Linked DNA regions of Mus musculus: region 1 is linked to region 2. A link is a contact called in public Hi-C data. All regions are on one chromosome and are shown on one strand. The core of a region is the stretch at or near the end of the contact, and the rest is flanking DNA. Distances in the headings are between cores, read along the strand shown. Region 1 holds the start of Ergic2 (ERGIC and golgi 2). Region 2 holds the start of Strap (serine/threonine kinase receptor associated protein).

Region 1 (4,410 bases), core at 1,310-3,809, about 10 Mb after region 2:
CATAACTGTCCTGTATATTTAAACAAAAGTAAAACCTCAAGGATATGGTGATAGCAGCTAAGACAATACTTAGAACAACTGCTTAAGATACGTAAGAAACAGGATACAGAACTGAGGACACCACACACACCTGCTTTTCAAATTGAGTTTGATTACTTCTGCAAACAAACAAACAAAAAGGATTTATTTTGAAATGAAACTTATTTAATGAAATTTATTGGGGAGGGGGCACCTGTACCATTGCACTCATGTAGATGTTAGAGAACAACAATTTATCTTCTATTACAAATGTTTTGAGTCACCTTCTATTTATAAAATATATTTTTAAAAAAAGTCTTTGAAAACGTACTTAGTTGAAATCATAGTGGATTAGGACGATCCCAAATTAAAGACTGATGGATGTCCTTTCAAGTCTGTGTGAAGACCCAATATACAAGGGAGATGCTATACAGAGAGAGTAGAGTGACCTGTTGTCCTGGGTTGCTCAGAAGCCAGAACACCAAAGAAGCACCATGTCCCAGGCCTTCTGAGAAAACAGGGCCCTTCCACTATTTTAAGCCTCCCAGTTTACAGTAAATGGTCTAATCTTATAACTTTCTTAATGATTTAAAAAAAAAAAAGTTCCTGGGACAGCAAGTAATATACTGTACAAGCTTTGTGACCGGAAAAACACAAACCAATCAGCAAACTCTCTTGCTGGGGACTTCTTACTAGCTGTTATGACAAATCTGAGGGTCTTCAACTTCTCAGAATTCCTTCCAGATTATTATCTAAAAGGGTAGGACATATGGGCTGCCAGTTATTAATCAAAATAGAAGTGGGGTGTTAGTTGGGCAGTGGTGGCGCATGTCTTCAATCCCAGCACTTGGGAGGCAGAGGCAGGCGGATTTCTGAGTTTGAGGCCAGCCTGGTCTACAAAGTACGTTCCAGGACAGCCAGGGCTATACAGAGAAACCCTGTCTCGAAAAAAACAAATCTTCTTCAGTCTCTACTGAAGCACTTCTCTGGCTTTTTGAGGTAAGTATTACTATAAGATTCTCATTTTATTGGTGAGGAAACTAGGGCACAAAAGTCAAAAGACAAGCTGTCATTAAAACACCAAATTAAAATCTAGGAAAACTATTAAAAAGAATTTGTAGCACACACAGTCTAAAACCAACTTCTGTTTAAAAATGAATTATTTAAATGGCAAACCCTGGTGAAAATAAATGCTGTTTTGTAAATCTTTGTTGTTCATGTTCTAGACTACAGTGACTTCCTTTCAGAAGTCCTCTAACTTGCCATGTTTCTTTAATGTGTACCTCCGAAGTGAAATCAGGTGTAATACTCAGCAAAGCAGTCAAGTTTACTATCTGAAAGAAAGCTGCTTCCCAGGACCCTCACTACAAAAGCATGGAATTTCTATTTCTCAGGATCTTCCTCTACAAGCTGGAATAGTAACTTAAGGTTAACTAATAAGAAAGGTAGGCAAAGAGACCTTCCGCAAGGCAGCAGCACACTCGTTTCTTTAGGTACGGACGTACACTGGAGGTTGGAGAAGTGAAATTCGGAATTACAACTTCAAACCAATGAAGAATGCCTAATTTAACTATCTTTAATTGCTTCCGAACGAAAGCCTATCTCGAAACACCGAAACAGCTGTTACTTGCCTATAGCCTAGGGCACCGAATTGCACGCCTAAAGTTAATGACACGTTTGCCCGTAGATCTCCGAGATCTCGTCTACGATACCCACGGCGGTCCCGTATCAGGAGCTGAGCCGTCATCCCCTGGATGGGTCAACAGCTGACAAACGGGACACACACACACCACCTGCCTCGGCGTCTGCGCCCGCCCCGGCCCCTCTCTAGGCCCGGCTTTTAATTTACGGCGAGAGTGACCACGGTGCTGGCAGGGTCGCTGCTGTCCACGACAGCCTGGACGAGACAACGAAGGGCGCGGCCGATCACCGAAGCTCCCTGGCCGCGGGCGCGGACGCCGGCGGCACTCGGCAGGAACGCCCCCGGGCAGCGGAGCGGCTCCGCGGCCAGCTGCTCCGCAGAGCCGCGACGAGTACAGGCCAGTGCCAGGCCTGGGAGCCCCCTCAGCCGCGCCCAGGTCCCCGTCCGCCCGTAACCGCCGAAGGAAACGGCCCCGGCAGGGTTTTAGCGTCTTACCTAGTGGTACGGTCCCAGCCGACCGCCATGTTTCACAGAAGCCCGGGTCGCCCGAGCCCGGCGCACACGAAGATCTCGCGAGAACAAGAGCAACTCTCACGGCTGACCATGTCCGAAGGGAGCGCAAATGGAGAACTCGCGATACTTTCCGCGTTGACGGTATGTGATCTAATCAAGCGGCGCGGTCAACCTGAAAGGGGCGTGGCTACGTGGAAACTAAGTGAAAATAGGAGGCCGGTCCCTTTCCAGGAAGGGGAAGTTACCTTCCGCCTGACCCCGAGACAAACCGACTGGAACGGCGCTCCGCACTACAGACCGGAAGTGATCACCAGCCACCTTAAGGCGCCGGCCACACTGCAGCTCAGGTGGTTGAGAGGCCTCCGGCTTTGCGTCTTCATTTATTCCGGTCTACAACACCTAAACCTCCCTTGTCGGGCGTGGAGAACGGTTTCGATTATTCGGTCAGTGTGCTTAAGGATTCCCTAAAAGTAAGCTACGCAAGAAAGCCCGACAGTGTGTGCTCATGGCCCTTCACAGCACAGGACGGAATAGAGGGGCTTTGGAAAAAAAGTTGGCTCCGAAATGCTGGAGAGGAACCCACTCAAGCTCCCGTCCTACCCATTTGCTACCAAATTTTACAGGCACGCGTTGTGGTTTAAAAACAGTTTTAAGGAAAGCGTACTTATGACGAATGTCTACACAGAAAGCACTGTTTTCTCTAATCTTCACAATACTATTGCCAAGAAATACCACTATTTACTTGGTTAGTAGGTAAGGGTTTGAGTTTTAAGAGGGAGGTAAAGAGTAGTTAAGAGCTGTCAAAGAGAAACAGGCTGGGAGATCTTGACTACAGATTGACTGTGTGTATACTCCTTTACTGAAAAGAGACCCTCATCCTTCAAACCAAGGACAAATGCATGCACTCTGGTGGCAATTTAATCTCCAGACTTTCAAGACTACTCCAATTAATCATAAATTCCTATTTGACTTAAGGTTCGTGGATAATAAACACAGCCTCAAGCCAAGATTACCTAAATTAAATATCCAATCTAACTTGTTAATATCGTGACTTTGAGCATATTGCATTTCTTTGTATCTCTATCCCCTCATCTGTCAAATGGGCATAATAATGTGTTGATACATGTCTAAAATGCAAACTTACCTCACTTGTAATCTATCGGCAGCTCCTCCCTGTCGTCTCCATACCCAGGTCTACAGTGTATAGGCTGTAGCTTGGATAAAGGCAGGACTGTTGTTCATTTAGTTACACCTGATCCTTTGTCTCCAGGGCACGTTTCCTTTAGAGTAATAACGATCCCCCTGAGAGTTGGGTTTCACAACATAGCAAAACTAAATAATTTGACCCTGCTATTTTTAGAAAAACAATTTTAAAAGCTAACAAGCATAAAAGTTAATTTTTCCCGAAGAGTGAAACTTCTTAACCAATGAATCAATCATTTAGCTTCTCTGGTTTTCTTTAATGCTTCTCTTTCTTTGCTTCGTTTTGTTGTTTTGTCTGGTGCTTGGCATCAGATTTGGAGCCTGATACAAGTGAAGCTGTACCACTGAACTACATTGCCAGGAAGACCTGCCTGACTTTATAGGTTAATTTTCATATTATTGGTGGCATAATATATGGGAAACAGTCTGCTTTTTAGAGACTCCATCCCATTATGTTTCATTTATTGAAGAGAGGTTTAGGAGTAGGGTTAAAATGCTCAAACTATATTTTTATGACATCCTTTTAATTCTCCGTAGATTGGGGACAAGCTTTAGCTAGTTAATAACAAAAGAGAAACTAATATTACTCTCTAAGGTTCACATGTACCTCAAGTGGCTTTTGTGTCTTATTCTTTTTTTGTTGTTTGTTTTGTTTTTTCGAGACAGGGTTTCTCTGTGTACCCCTGTCTGTCCTGAAACTCACTCTGTAGACCAGGCTGGCCTCGAACTCAGAAATCCGCCTGCCTCTGCCTCCCAAGTGCTAGGATTAAAGGCGTGTGCCACCACCGCCCGGCATGTCTTATTCCTAACCCAAATCTATTCTTCTTTATATATGAACATCACCACCAGCCTCAAATTTGATTGGATCACAGTCTTCTGTGTTTGTTTCTTCTCCCTAGCTGCCAATCTCAGTGTTGTTTGTCCTGAAACTGTTGCCCAGCTTCTCAGCTGTACATAGAGCCTCTTTATCACAGGCTTCAGCTAGAGGTGACTACTAATTCTCTATTCATATTTTGTATTAACTAGTTTTTATT
Region 2 (4,844 bases), core at 1,257-3,756:
GAGGAACACAGAAGGCAGGTCAGCTACAGTAGCGTAGTAACTTAGAATAGTAAACTTTTTATTACTATACAGAAACCCTAAATATCTTGTAAGATAAAGTCTTACCCCTGTATTTCCTAAGACAAAGTCAGGAGCCATAATAGGACAAGCTATTAACTAGCAGGTGATCTTCCTGAGATGGTCGGCCTCGGATTAATCTGTACCTCCTAAGACAAAGTCTTACCCTCTGCTGCCTCAAGAAGAACCAACAAGAAAGAAGATCCCACCAGGGCTGGCCCCTGGCAGAATTTCAGTCTTCTCCAAGAGCATCCTCAATTATAGGCAGAATTCTAAAATAGCCCTTAAGAGTCCAGCCCCAAGCACAGATGCTCTGTACAGTCTGCCTGTACCTTTGAGTGTGGGTAGCCTGGGATGCCTATGGTGGCATAATCACTATTTGGATGAGGTAGCCTCATATGACCAGGGCCTGGGGAAGATATTCCTGTGGTTTGACATAAGCTCAATGTCACAGGTCACAAAGAGGCATTTCTGCTATCCACGAGTAGGAAGTACCGTGCCATGCTGTGAGCATGCACACACAGGCTTCATCTTTTTTTTTTAACTTTAGCAATCACAGTAAAAACGTGTGGAGGAGCTTATACTGCCATATAAGATGTGTGTGTGTGTGTGTGTGTGTGTGTGTGTGTGTGAGAGAGAGAGAGAGAGAGAGAGAGAGAGAGAGAGAGAGCTTACATTTCCCTGCTCTATTTCAAAGACTTATTAGGCCTTTTCATTTCTCCTGCTTCCCTGTACTCTCACCTGCAGACAGAACCTTCCGTTACAACAAACCCCCCAGGAGACACTAGAGTCACAGCCTTAGAGGTAATGGCTATGCTTAGCACCTTGATTTGATCTGCAATCATCAAAATACTACTCTATTCCGTAACCGTGAACAATGACTATATATCAAGAAAAAAAAATAAAAGCAGAATAAAATAGGGCTTTAAAGAAGCCCTAACAGATGACCAAATCCCAAAGGTATGATTAACAATGAGCATAATAAGATCCCAAATTAATAATCATGGTGTGTGAATAGTTTATCTATCATGAAGTAGGCATCCACCTTCATTTATTTTCAGATAGCCTATTTGTGGAATTTCTTTCACAGTGATCTACAGAGCATTTTTGCCACCCATAGATCTCTTCATGTAGAGAGGATTTGTGTCACTTCTACAGTGTCTATTATAATGCCAACATATGCTTGATATGCACTTTAAAAGTAGTGTGTGCATGTGTGGTAGGCAGAAGTCAGTCTTAGGAGCCCCAGGAGCCATTCACTGTTAGGTTCCAGGCTGATACAAGAGGCTTTCAGAAAGGGGAAAGGGGATACCAACTCTATGCCTTTGACCAGGGTCAGACATAGCAAAGTCTGGAACCAGGCCCCCCAGAGTTAAGATTTCAGTCTGTGAGAACGTGACTTTTCCTCCTAAAGAGACTGGAGTAGTCAGTCCCAGGCCAGTGTGTGCTTGGTCTGTGGCACACATGAAGTATTCTGTGTTCCTTTTGTGCAACACTGCTTGGTTAGCTTTCTGATGACTTCGTCCCACTGTATGATAGGTTTTTCTGTTCCATTTTCCCCATACAAACAGTATATAAGATGCTGTACATCTTAATAAATTAGCTTAGCATAAGACATAGTTTTAGGGAAAACCTCCTGACCCCAACTTTCCTGTCTTCTTTATTTCTGATCCGTTCGGTCCCTCCTCTCAGGAGCCTCTCAGTGAAGAATGGCTCACTGGTCCAGATGCATCTACACTCTTTTGTTTTTGAGATGTTTTTCACTCATACTTGGAACTCACTGATTGCTATGCTGGCTGGCAGGGATTGGTATCTTTTCAGTGCTGCATTCCAAGCATGTATCACACCATGTATAGCTTTTTTTTTTTTTTTGTCGGTACTGGGTATCACACTTCATGCTTACATGGCAAGAACTTTAGCCCAGTAGACTGGGGTCTCTCCCTCCCCAGCCGCAGTGATAGTTGCTAGAGCCACTGAAAGAGCCCTTATCAGTTAGGTTGTCACGGATCCTTGCTGAGCACTAAGTGAATATTTCCCACTTGCAAATAAGCATTTGCTGGCCATCCACTAAACGCCAGTCACTTATCTGTCACCAGGATATAAATGTTGTTAGCATAACCACTCTATTAGGGAAGTCATTACTGTTTGTGAGTTGTGACGGTGTATGCCGGGAGGGGGGTGGGAAGGAGAGCGACAGAATGGTTGCTACTGGGTAGGCAGTTAGATGTGAGATGATTATGGAAAAGTGTGTCTGTAGCTTAGCAATGAGAAGGTTACAACTCTACAACAGCATCCTACAAGGGACGGACTCGGCGGCTCCCAACACTGGGTAGCAACGGGACGCCGCGCGCTTGACGTCGTCAGAGCAGCATGGGTTCGGTCTCCGAGCTCGCGCCTGCGCACACTGCTTCTCGCGCTGCTGCTGGGAACTACCGCCTTCCCGCCAGTCGTCACTTCCGGCTGACGCGACGCGTCGGGCGACGTCACGTCCTGCCGCTACCGGTAGGGACCGTGAGTGGCGGCAGGCCGGCTCTCCGGCGCTCCCCTCCCCTCCTCCCTCCCTCCCTGTCCCTCCCTTGGCGGCCGCGAGTCGCGGGGACTCTGGAGCCGGCCTCCTTCGGCGTGAGTGCGGGGGCCTCAAGCAGCCTGAGGCGCCGCGGCAGAGAAGGAGGACGACCGCGACCCTCGGTCCCCGCTCCGCGTCACCGCGCTCGCCGCCGCCATGGCCATGAGGCAGACGCCGCTCACTTGCTCGGGCCACACGCGGCCCGTGGTGGATTTGGCCTTCAGCGGCATCACGCCTTACGGCTACTTTCTGATCAGCGCTTGCAAAGGTGAGCTGAGCCCGCGACGGCCGCGGCTCCCGAGTGCCGACGGGTGGGTGGGTCGTGGCTGCCAGCGACAGCCATCGCGCTGCTGGGACTAGAGGGTCGCCCCTGGCCGGGCTTTATGCGTCCCTCCTCCCCACCGTTGTTAGTGCTCCCCAACACCTCGCCTTTCTACCCACACAACTACATTGTGTTTGCCAAGGATTTACGGGAAGAAGAAATTAGGCCAGGCCGAGAGGAGTGCCCTTTATGTCCTCTCACTCATTGTTTCATCCTTTGTGGTGTGAGCCTCATTTTTTTTTTTCCCCGACGAAAGTGTACGTTAGGTTTATGTGGTCCAAAGTAAAAAGCGGCTATCTAGATCGTTTTGACACCGCATGTCACTGGCATCCAGCCCACGGTTTTTCAGAAGTTTTTATTTATGTGTGCCTGTGTTGTCTCTATGCATGCTTGTACCTGTGTGAAGGGGTGCCCCAAGAGGAAGGCATCAGATTGTCCAGAGCCGGAGTTAGAGGCTGTTGTCAGCCTCCGTGTGGGCGCTGGGAATCGGAATCAGGTCTTGTGGAAGAGCGTTTCCCAGGTCTTTATAGTTGCTTTGTAATCCGAGTTTGCAAAGGTGATGAGGGAGGCCTCTCATTCGGTCCCAAAATTGCTTATGCTTCCCAGGAAGAGTGGCTACAACTCCTTAGTCCCTAGGTCACTGAGACCATATGCACAGACCAGGATGGGGACACCCTCCCCCACGCCCCCACGGCTTAATGGGAGTAGGGGGGAGCAGTCAGAACAACGGTTTTCCAGTAGTTTGCTGCTCAGGATTTGGTATTACGTTGCATGCTTCTAAATCACAGATGTCTGAAAATATTTTCTAGATGGCAAGCCCATGCTCCGCCAGGGAGATACAGGAGACTGGATTGGAACATTTTTGGGTCATAAAGGTGCTGTTTGGGGTGCAACATTGAATAAGGATGCCACCAAAGCTGCGACAGCAGCTGCAGACTTCACAGCGTAAGTGTAACAAAAATGGCTAACTTCATTCTGTTTGAATTTTGTGGTGACATGGCCAGATTCTCCAACTTCACAGTTAGACATGAGGTTCTGACTCCGAGGATGCTATAGACAGTACATGGTGTTTGATCTCACCACGATTCTGTCCTGGCTCTCTGAGCATCCTTGTGACTTGAGATGTTTCAAGGACTGATGTCTCTCTCATCGAGACCAGGAACGTGGTGAGCTATACAGCTTGGACAATGGGTGCTGCTGATGTCCTTCACAGATAGTCTTGAACACTTAGTGAGTGCTATACAGTGATGTCTCCAGGCACCTTTTCACTCAGCTTTATTACTGGCTCTAGATAATCTAAAACCGGACCTCAAATTTACTTTCTGTTTTCTATGGTTTTAAAGATGGCTGTCTGAAAGATTCTTAATTTTCATTAGATCCTCATTTTCTTAGTTGGGTTTTATTATTGTGAAGGTACAACATGACCAAGGTAAAGGTAACTCTTAGAGATTTAGCTGGGGCTGGCTTCCAGTTTCAGAGTTCAGGTCATTATCATCATAGTGGGAAGCATGGCAGCATGCAGGCAGAATTGGTGCTGGAAGAGCCAAAATGATCAGAAGGCAGCCAAGAGACTGTCTTTAGCAGGCAGGAGGGTGGTCTGGATCACACTGGCCAGGCTTGAGTTTTGGAACACACACACACACACACACACACACACACACACACACACACACATACAGAGTCTTCAGTCACTGTAGTAATGGATACATCGTCTCATCTCAGTTCACTTTGTCTTTTGATACAGTCTGAGATGGACTAAACCATTGCCATAATACACTTTCCCTGTTTTTACTTTGGGTTTTGCATCTATTATCAAACTGACATGATTCTCTTTAATCATTGAGGCATGTGTCATATTTTATATACTTTTTGATGTATAGTTACTAACCTGTGTGTGCT

The links. Hi-C and Micro-C count contacts between places; a contact is called where the count stands out from the background.
Region 1: a contact with region 2 is called in a Hi-C map of CD8 T cells, with 7 times the contacts expected there. The contact joins the promoter of Ergic2 here to the promoter of Strap in region 2. A contact is called at or near these places in 2 of 484 Hi-C or Micro-C datasets (CD4 T cells and CD8 T cells) and 1 of 9 other capture datasets (adipose tissue).

Annotation. Positions count from the first base shown.
Region 1 is chr6:148,209,815-148,214,224 of GRCm38.p6, forward strand. It overlaps Ergic2 (ERGIC and golgi 2), which reads right to left and starts at 2,560. Exons shown (of 14, transcript NM_026168.4): 1 at 2,156-2,560. It overlaps 4732416N19Rik (RIKEN cDNA 4732416N19 gene), which reads left to right and starts at 2,474. Exons shown (of 2, transcript NR_015615.1): 1 at 2,474-2,616.
Region 2 is chr6:137,732,576-137,737,419 of GRCm38.p6, forward strand. Strap (serine/threonine kinase receptor associated protein) reads left to right here and starts at 2,507. Exons shown (of 10, transcript NM_011499.3): 1 at 2,507-2,891; 2 at 3,755-3,890. The coding sequence starts at 2,780.